2 separate regions of the Mus musculus genome follow, and region 2 is linked to region 1. A link is a contact called in public promoter capture Hi-C data. All regions are on one chromosome and are shown on one strand. Each heading gives the region's core, a stretch centred on a gene start, on an enhancer-like site or on the middle of the called end of the contact. The rest is flanking DNA. Distances are from core to core; before and after follow the strand shown. Region 1 holds the start of Zfp641 (zinc finger protein 641). Region 2 holds the start of Olfr281 (olfactory receptor 281).

The links. Promoter capture Hi-C pulls out the DNA fragments that hold promoters and counts their contacts.
Region 2: a contact with region 1 is called in a promoter capture Hi-C map of embryonic stem cells, with 5 times the contacts expected there. The contact joins the promoter of Olfr281 here to the promoter of Zfp641 in region 1. A contact is called at or near these places in 7 of 39 promoter capture datasets (3T3-L1-derived adipocytes, cranial neural crest, embryonic stem cells and 3 more) and 3 of 9 other capture datasets (adipose tissue, embryonic stem cells and liver).

Annotation. Positions count from the first base shown.
Region 1 is chr15:98,293,403-98,297,635 of GRCm38.p6, reverse strand. Zfp641 (zinc finger protein 641) reads left to right here and starts at 1,475. Exons shown (of 6, transcript NM_173769.4): 1 at 1,475-1,581; 2 at 3,808-4,016. The coding sequence starts at 3,833.
Region 2 is chr15:98,454,188-98,458,433 of GRCm38.p6, reverse strand. It overlaps Olfr281 (olfactory receptor 281), which reads right to left and starts at 2,122. Exons shown (of 1, transcript NM_146280.1): 1 at 1,187-2,122. The coding sequence starts at 2,122. The coding sequence ends at 1,187.

The sequences.
Region 1 (4,233 bases), core at 226-2,725:
TTGAGAAGAGGAGGGGGCATTGGAGAGATTGTAAGGGTGGGACTGGGAAGAGAGGAGAGGTGAGGGGGGCCATGATCAGGATGTAAGATGAATTTTAAAAATAAAAAGAAAGAAAGAAAGAAAGAAAAGCCAAGAAAAATATTTACTTTGCATGCGTATAACAAACTCTAAAGATTACTCAGGAGAAAAATTTTGGAGAGCACTTATCCACATTAGAGAAGTTAACAGTAATTGTTTTCTAATAAAAGTCACTTTTATTGTCGCTATAAATAAATAAATAAATAAATAAATAAATAAATAAATAAAGTATTTTCAGAATTGATCCCTAATGCTGCTGACAGGTCAGCCACAGCTCTCTTCCCTCTTACTCATGAACAAGACTATTCTAAGGCCACTTGAGACAGTGGAGACACTAGGTAAAAGATGCCTGGCCCTTTCATAAAAACCAAGAGCAGAGATCCTGCTCCCACTGGCTTTCACACCATTCACCCACAACATGCCGTGAATGGTATGAAAAAGTCTATACTAGAGTCACGACACTGATATGTTGTTGGATTACACTGATAACCCCATGTCTCCTGCTTAAGCAAGAATTTCCAAGCCTGGTGCTGGGGCTGAGGATAGACATTCTGGTCCAACCATGCTCACACATCCCACGAGCTGCTCCTAAGAACGCCCTCTATACCTGTTGCCAACTGCAGGTCTCCTTTCATATATATATATATCTTTCTTATCCCATCGTTCCCGCTCCTTTGCTTATTTCTGTGAGTCTCTGACATCCCTGCTAAACGCAATCTCTTCTCTTTGCTTCTATCCTAGTTCGGAGTAGATTTTTAAAAGAAATACGTATCACATAGTTTATGGCAGACAGCCTTTGGCACATGTCTCCACTGATAGGCTGTACGATTTTGCAGAATGACTGTGATAAAACAAACGTTAACGTTTACAAGCTAGGTTCTTTCTACCATTATCTGTTTTGTAGGTCTTTCTGGTCTTTTCCAGCCAACAGAAATCAATCTGTCGCAAGTCACATTTGTAATATGTAAAACTAACACACTTAACCTAATGTAGCTTCGATATTACGTTTTTAAATATCAAGTCGTCTAAATGTGCAGTGCACACTTGTAGCCCATGTCTCTTCAGGTCTGAAGGCAATGCAGCAAGCATCACTGCCCACTTCACACAGCACCATCTTGTTGGAGCCAACGTGAAGGAAGGCATCATTAGAAGTCCACTGTCCAGTCGGGTTTGGCAGTCTGTCTGTCTGGAGGGTTAGTCCTAGGGGAGGGTTCCAACCCTCTTGAACTCCCACCCCCGCCCCCACCCTACCGCCAGGCGCCGTGGGAGGTCGCAGGCGGTGGGCGGGGCCCCGGGAGCAGCAAAGCCCGTGGGCTGTGGCGACAGGAGTGTGGGTCCAGCGGTCCTCTCCACCCGTGCCCGCCCCCGCCCGCACCACGGAGCCCCGGAAGCGGCGGGATTTCCTGTGCCCGCCCCGCGCCGGCCCTGTCGCTTGTCGCTTGCTGTGCGGGCCGCGGGCTCGGCCGCGCCGGGCGGGAGGTAACGCCAAGGGGCCGAGCCGGGGTGAGTGAGGCTGGGGTGCGGGCGGGCGTGGAGGAGGGCACCAGCCTGGCCGTGGGAACAGTGGCGTCGGTGTCGCATGCCTGGTCCCGCCGCTGTCACTTGCGTGGGCGTCCCCGCAGCACCTTTCTGTCACTTGGTATAGCCCCTGCTCGCGGGAACCTGTTTTCTAGTCCCACTTAGCCAGTTCCCGAGTCTTCTGAAATCTGACCCTCCCGGGGGTGCTGAGTCTGACTCAGAAGAAACCTTATTCTGCTGTGGGCTCGGGGCCCAAGGTGCCACACCCGCGATGGCAGGGCCACTGAGCCACTCTTCGTCCCTGTGCCCTTGGGCCACTCTTTGATACTAAGGCCCTGTCTCTGTCCAAAAGAACTCGCTGAGAAAAAAAAAAAAAAAAAAACTTCAGCAGGTGCCCTGCCTCCCAGATACATAACCAGGCAAAAGAAATGAAAGCCCAAGAACCCAGGCTCCAGCAGACTTGGGATCATCCTGAACTAGGGACAAGGAAAGATAGAAGACAGGTTAAGGTGGGAGCCCAGGTGCTGGCCCTGCCAGGAGCACCCTAGGAAATGCAGGCAGGTGACAGTGATCCATGCCATCCTTTGCTCCCGGTTCCCCCTAACATTTCCACAGGTTTTCTGTCATCCAGCTGGCCCAGTGCGCTCTGCAGAATCAGGCCAGGGTGTATCCCTGAGGCCCCAAAGCCATCTTTGAGCTTCAATGATGGAAGAGGAATTTGTTCTTTCTGTACATTGTAACTGGCCTGGGGTCTGCTGTAGCCTTTCCCAGCCTCCTGGGTTCCTGCAGATGTTACTGGATGATCCTGTGAGCTAAAATAGCCCTGGGATTCTGTATATGAGTACCCTGTCACTGTCTTCAGGCACACCAGAAGAGGGCATCGGACTCCATTACAGACGGTTGAGCCACCATGTGGTTGCTGGGAATTGAACTCAGGACCTCTGGAAGAGCAGTCAGTGCTCTTAACCATTGTGCCATCTCTCCAGCCTGCCCCTGAAATTCTGACTTGTTCTAGGGAGATTATTGGTCGCTCCGTCTACATAGAAAGGGAATAAAAATGACAGACATGGATTGCCACGCAGTAAGTTGTTCCACAGTCATTATCAAATGGGACCTGTCTTGCTCTAGGATTGTTGTGGACTCTAGAAAACAAACAGAAACGAACAAATACTAGCCTAAGTCTTTCCTGTGATCAAAACCATTTATTCTGTTTGATACATAGACATATTTACAGGTGGCCTGACTGGCCGACCCTCTGTTGCTTATCAAGCCCAAACTATGTCTGTTGGTTTAGCTTTTCCAGAGGCTGGGTTTCCTGCCCTTTTCTTGATTCGAATCTCTTCCTGTGAACAAACACTGGCTTCCCCATACCGTTCTTGAAGTTGGATATATTCTTTGTAAGGCACTGTGACCGGTGCCTGTCACACACTTCAGCCCACAGGGATGCTTATTCCCTGTCACACTGTATGAGTGACGCCACCTTCCAGCTTCCCAGGGTCTCTCCACATGCTGATCTTTCCATGATCTCCTTTAAACTTTGGCTCTGCACTGACCTGCAGTTCCAGCCCCCTGTCAAGGCTGCGTTGAGTGCTTACAGCTTGCTTTTATAGCTGTCTACTTTACGGGTCTTTCTGCTGGGTTTTTATCAGTTCTCATTTCCTACATAAGTGTGACAGATCATGGGTCCCTTCACTGAGACTTAAGGGAGGGCTATCTGGTTCAGCTCGAGAGAGACAGCAGGTACTCACAGGTCACCCCCTGCCCCGGGTGGGACTTCTACATCAGTTGGTGAAAATGTAATGTGAGGCATAGAATCTTCAGGTATAACAGCATCCATCTTTGTTGAGTGGATTCCTTCTTGTGTTCTCAACGACTTTGCTGCGCCTTGAGTGATTTTGATACAGTGGAAACCCTCTGGATCTTCAGGATTGGACTAATTGTGTTTTAAAGTGAAGTTTCTTGCAGTCCTGGGTGAAGGTCTGTTGATAGTGTGAGGCCTTCGAAATAACAGGGACTTGACTGTGTGGCGCCTGTCAGTTCCTGAGCTCCTCCTGGAAAGCTTGGCTCACACCATGTTTGGTAAGCTCATCTTCCATGGGGCTCCTTGGACCATTTCCTGTCCTTAGCCTTAAGAGCTGTTCTCTGAAGCTTCCTTGGGCATATCATCCTCATCCATGATAGAAGAGTGCATCACTTCCTGACTTGTTCCAGGTCACAGTGTGTGCTTGCTGCAGACATGCTTTCGGAACAGGCTGTAGGCCTGGGCACGGGATGGGAGCCAATGAATACACAGCTGGATGCGGCAGAACTCCAGTCAGAAAGAGGGACCCGGGAAGAGGGCTCGTGGAGAACAGCACCAAGGCCGCTGGAGCACCTTCACTGTGGTCTTGAAGACGAGCCACTGTCCCTTCAGGAGAAGGGTGAGAGCACATAGTGGGGTGGGGATTGGAAGCACTAGAAGTCTTCTAGTCTCTGCTCCAAAAGAGGCATTAAAAATTCCTAACCTGGCTAGGTATGGTGGCTCAAACTTGTAATCACATTTCTTGGAGGATTGCCATGAGTTTCAGGCCAGCCTGGGCTACAGAGCATGGCCCTGTCTCAAACAACAATAGTTAATTTCTAACTTCCACCAACTGA
Region 2 (4,246 bases), core at 873-3,372, 160 kb before region 1:
CCAACCTTGGCTGCCTCTGGAACACAGCTTGTGTGTACCAACCCTGAGGCATGTTCCTAGAAGGCCTGGGATGCTGATCTCTTCTTAATCATAGCCAGTTCTTCAACTCCAGGTAACCAGCATCCATTGTCCCAGCAAAGCAAAGGTCTTACTTTAGTGGTTCTGGTCTCTTGTTAATCACAGCTGATTCTTCAGCTCCAGATGATCAGACCATACACTCTTTACACAAATGTCCCTGCAGAGTCCTTGCTTCCCTCTGAAACTCCAGAAGCTGGGTGTCTGTCTTCTGCACTGCTCTTAATCGTTTTCCAAGATCCCACAAAACAGCCCACTGAGCTCTCAACATTCAATTGCTTTTCTAGCCCAAAGTTTTAAAGTCCTTGCATAACCCTCCCTGAAGCAAGACTGTCAGGTCTGTCACAGCAATACCCTGTGGGCATGGTATCAATTTCTGTTCTAGTTAGGGTTACTATTGCTCTGATGAAACACCACGACTAAACTTGGGGAGAAAGGGCCTATTTCAGCTTATACTTCCAGGTAACAGTCTATTACTGAAGGAAGTCAGGGCAGGATCTCAGACAGGGCAGGATCTTGGAGGCTGGAGCTGATGCAGAGGCCATGGAGAGGTGCTGCTTACTGACTTGCTCCTCATGGCTTGCTCAGCCTGCTTTTCTGTACAGAACCCAGGACACCCCCACCCCCACTAATAGTAACTACAGAACATAAGGTCATGAAATTTAGATTGGGGACATGGGAGGAGTTGGAGGGAGAGAGGAGAGATAGAAATGATATAAATTCAATATCAAATTCTTAAAAAAATAAATTAAAAATGCATGAAGTTGGGGATGGGGTGGTGGTATGGATGTTGAAGAAGTGAGAAGAAAGAGTAAGGGTGAATATGATCAGAAAACATCGAATGAACTCAAAATTAATAGAAATATTTTAAAAATAAGGTATCAATTTAGGGGTTATAACTCTCCACTGTGTAACTTAGGAAGAAAGTTGTAGAAACATTAGAGAACAAAGCAAAGAAAGGAGAGGTTGTATAATACTTATCTAAACACAGTTTTATATACTTTTTCATTGTTAACCTAGCCAGGGAGAGCGGTATAGGCCTCCCTTTAAGTCAGTGGTCTAAAAAACGCTTGGCCACATTGAATCATCCTGCCATTCCGGGCCTTTGCAGTCACTCCAAGTATCGCAGGCACTTCCCTAATGTCCTTCTCACAGCGGCCTTCACCTCCTGGTTCTTCAGGCTGTAGATGAGGGGATTTAGCATGGGCGTGACTGCGCTGTACTGCAAGGAAGAGAGCAAGTCCAGAGAAGAGCCAGATGTGGGCATAAGATAACGAATCAAGCCGGACCCGAAAAACAGGACCACGGCTATGAGGTGAGAAGAGCAGGTGTTAAACGCCTTGCTTCTCCCCGTGGTGGATTCCATGCTCAGCACGGTGGATACAATGCGGGCATAAGAAAAGAAGATTGGGAGAAAGGTCCCCAGCCCGTGCAGCAGGGTAGAGCAGATCAAGATGTCCACGTTGATGGAGATATCTGAGCAAGACAAAGGAAAGAGAGAGGGTAACTCACACGTGTAGTGGTGTATGGTGTAGGCCTCGCAGAAGTCCAGGTTCACCGCCAAGAGCACAATGACTACTGAACTGAGAGAGGCCAGGCCCCATGAGAGCAAAACCAACTTCAGACAGAGTTCGTTGCTCATCATCTGCCCATAGAGTAGCGGGTGGCAGACAGCCGCGTAGCGGTCGTACGCCATCATTGACAGAAGAAAGGCTTCGGTTCCCGCAGTGATGAACACGAAGAAGACCTGAGCCAGGCAGCCCTCTACAGAGATGGTTTTCTTAGCAGACAGCAGGTCCTTCAGCAGCTTCGGTACCGTGACGGATGAGAAGCAGAGATCCAGGAAGGACAGGTTACTTAGGAAGAAGTACATGGGCGTGTGGAGGTGGGAGTCAGCCGTGATCACCAGCAGCATCGTCAGGTTCCCCGTCATGGTGAGGACGTAAATCCCCAGGAACAGCGCGAAAAGTAGAGCCTGGATCAGGGGGTCGTCAGAGAGCCCGGTGAGAACGAACTCCGTGATGACGCTGTGGTTGCTCCAGGCCATTTGTGGATGGCACGTCCTTGGGATAAAGTAGAAAGAGATGACATCTCTAATCATGTGACCATGTCCTTTAGGGTCCCTCTGCTTTGTCTGGACTCTGCCCAGGCATCTTAGAGCTGCCCTTACCTGTATCTCTGTTGAAGTTTCAGATCCTGTTAGCTCATCATTGATTTCAGGTCACAGTGCTCACAAGCTTCAAGGGACTGCTATCTGCTCCTCACCGGCATTTACAGGAAAAGAGAGTGTCTCTGCACCCTCCGCTTACTCAGACACTTAGCTCCTACTGCACTCTTTACGGTTCAGAAACTTAAAGATGTGTAGCACATATTTGCAGAGACTATTCTCCTCTGTCTGTCTGTCTGTCTGTCTGCCTGCCTGCCTGTTTGTCTGTCTGTCTCTGTCTCTCTAACTCTGTCTTTCTGTTTTGCTGTCTCTCTGTCTGCCTCTCTGTCTCTTTCTGTCTCTGTCTCTCTTTTGTTCAAAGTCATTCAATGTCTCCTTACCACGGCCAACTCCATTAAGTACCGTGGACACACAGTTCCTGGGGTCATGACCTCACAGTGGCAGGTGAAAATGTATTTCTATAAGATTAGAAGAAGATGGGTGTGGTGGTGAAGACTTAGATCTCAGCACTTTAGAAGCTAAGGCAGGAGGATCGCTATGAGTTCCGGGCCACTTTGGCTAATCTCAGGTATGAAATAAAAAGTTACCTAAAAAAAAAAAAAAAAAAAAAAAAAAAAAAAAAAAAAAAAAAGAAAAGAAAAAAGAAAAAACAAAAGAGAAAGAAAGAAAGAAAGAAAGAGAGAGAAGGAACCATGGGTATAATGAGACTACTTTTAGTTATCTTTATGACAGTGAAGTCATAAAATATAAATTAAGTTTTTATGTAAAAGCAGCTGGTGTGTACGGAAGTCCCAGGGACCTCATACACCGCACACTTCACTTCCTCAGTCACTGTCTCGGCTGATTTCAAAGAAAATCCGAACCTGGGAGAATAGCTAGACACTTCTTATCCCTAGACAGAGCCCCCCCACCCATATTTTTCCTGTGAGAATTTTGATACCCAAGGATATTTCTGTAATGCCAGCATGGCAACTTGTAAAAGAGCAATAAATTAATGACACAATTTTCCTTTGGTTGTCATCTCAACGTCTAGCTTGTATCACAGTGACAATGACAAGCTAGGATTTCTTACTATGATATGTGTGCATCTTTAATCTTTTAGCCATTCTGCTTATTTTTGACGTAAAGAGATTTGCTTCTTTTTCTGTCATTGTTTGCATTTCCTGCCACTTTAAATATACCCTCCTTTTAATTTCACGAATCTAAACTTCCATGGGTTTCTTAACATCACCTAAAAGACTACTTAAAAAATATAGCCTATCTTGGTGACTTCCTTTTTCAGCCCACAATTTCTCTAGCTTTAGTCTGTGTTTTCCCTTCCTCGTGGCAAACACATATTTCTGTTTCCATCTCTAGACTGTGATACAGACCATAATATAACAACGTTCTCAAAGCATCGCGATCTTTCTCATCAACAGACACTCGTTCCGTGCCATTTCAGAGCAGACCCCCCCCATGCTGCTCTGGAAGCCCCCACTCTGTGCCCCTCGACAGCACTGACGCCCAGCAGAAGTCTTGCTGATCTTGTCAAAGCTCCTGAATGTTAAGGATGCTCTTCTCCACAGAGCGTTTCCTGCAAACCACCCAACACCCTCCGATGCCCTCCGTTTTGGAGAGGCTTCAAATGGTACAGCCATTAGCTCAGAGTACTGCTTGCCTTCATGGTGTTGATATTATTCTCTTATCATCTGTCACATCATCATGAAACGTTTATTATTTTCTCTTAAACCTTTCTTTCTTACGTAAACTTTGAGTACATTGCTCATGGTAACAGTGATACTAAAACCAATTTAAACCCGGTTATGGACTGTGTAAGTAAGTCATCGCCCTGGGTGAGTTCCTGCTCACTCGCCCCTTGTAATCTAGTTTACTAATATTCCATTGCTGTTTGGTTTCTGTAATCAGTTTCTATGGTAAAAAAAAAAAGTTTTGTTTTGTTTATTCAGGCTGCTGTGATTGCAGCACTTACATCCTTGCCAGGAATCTTTGAACAGGAAGAAGCTT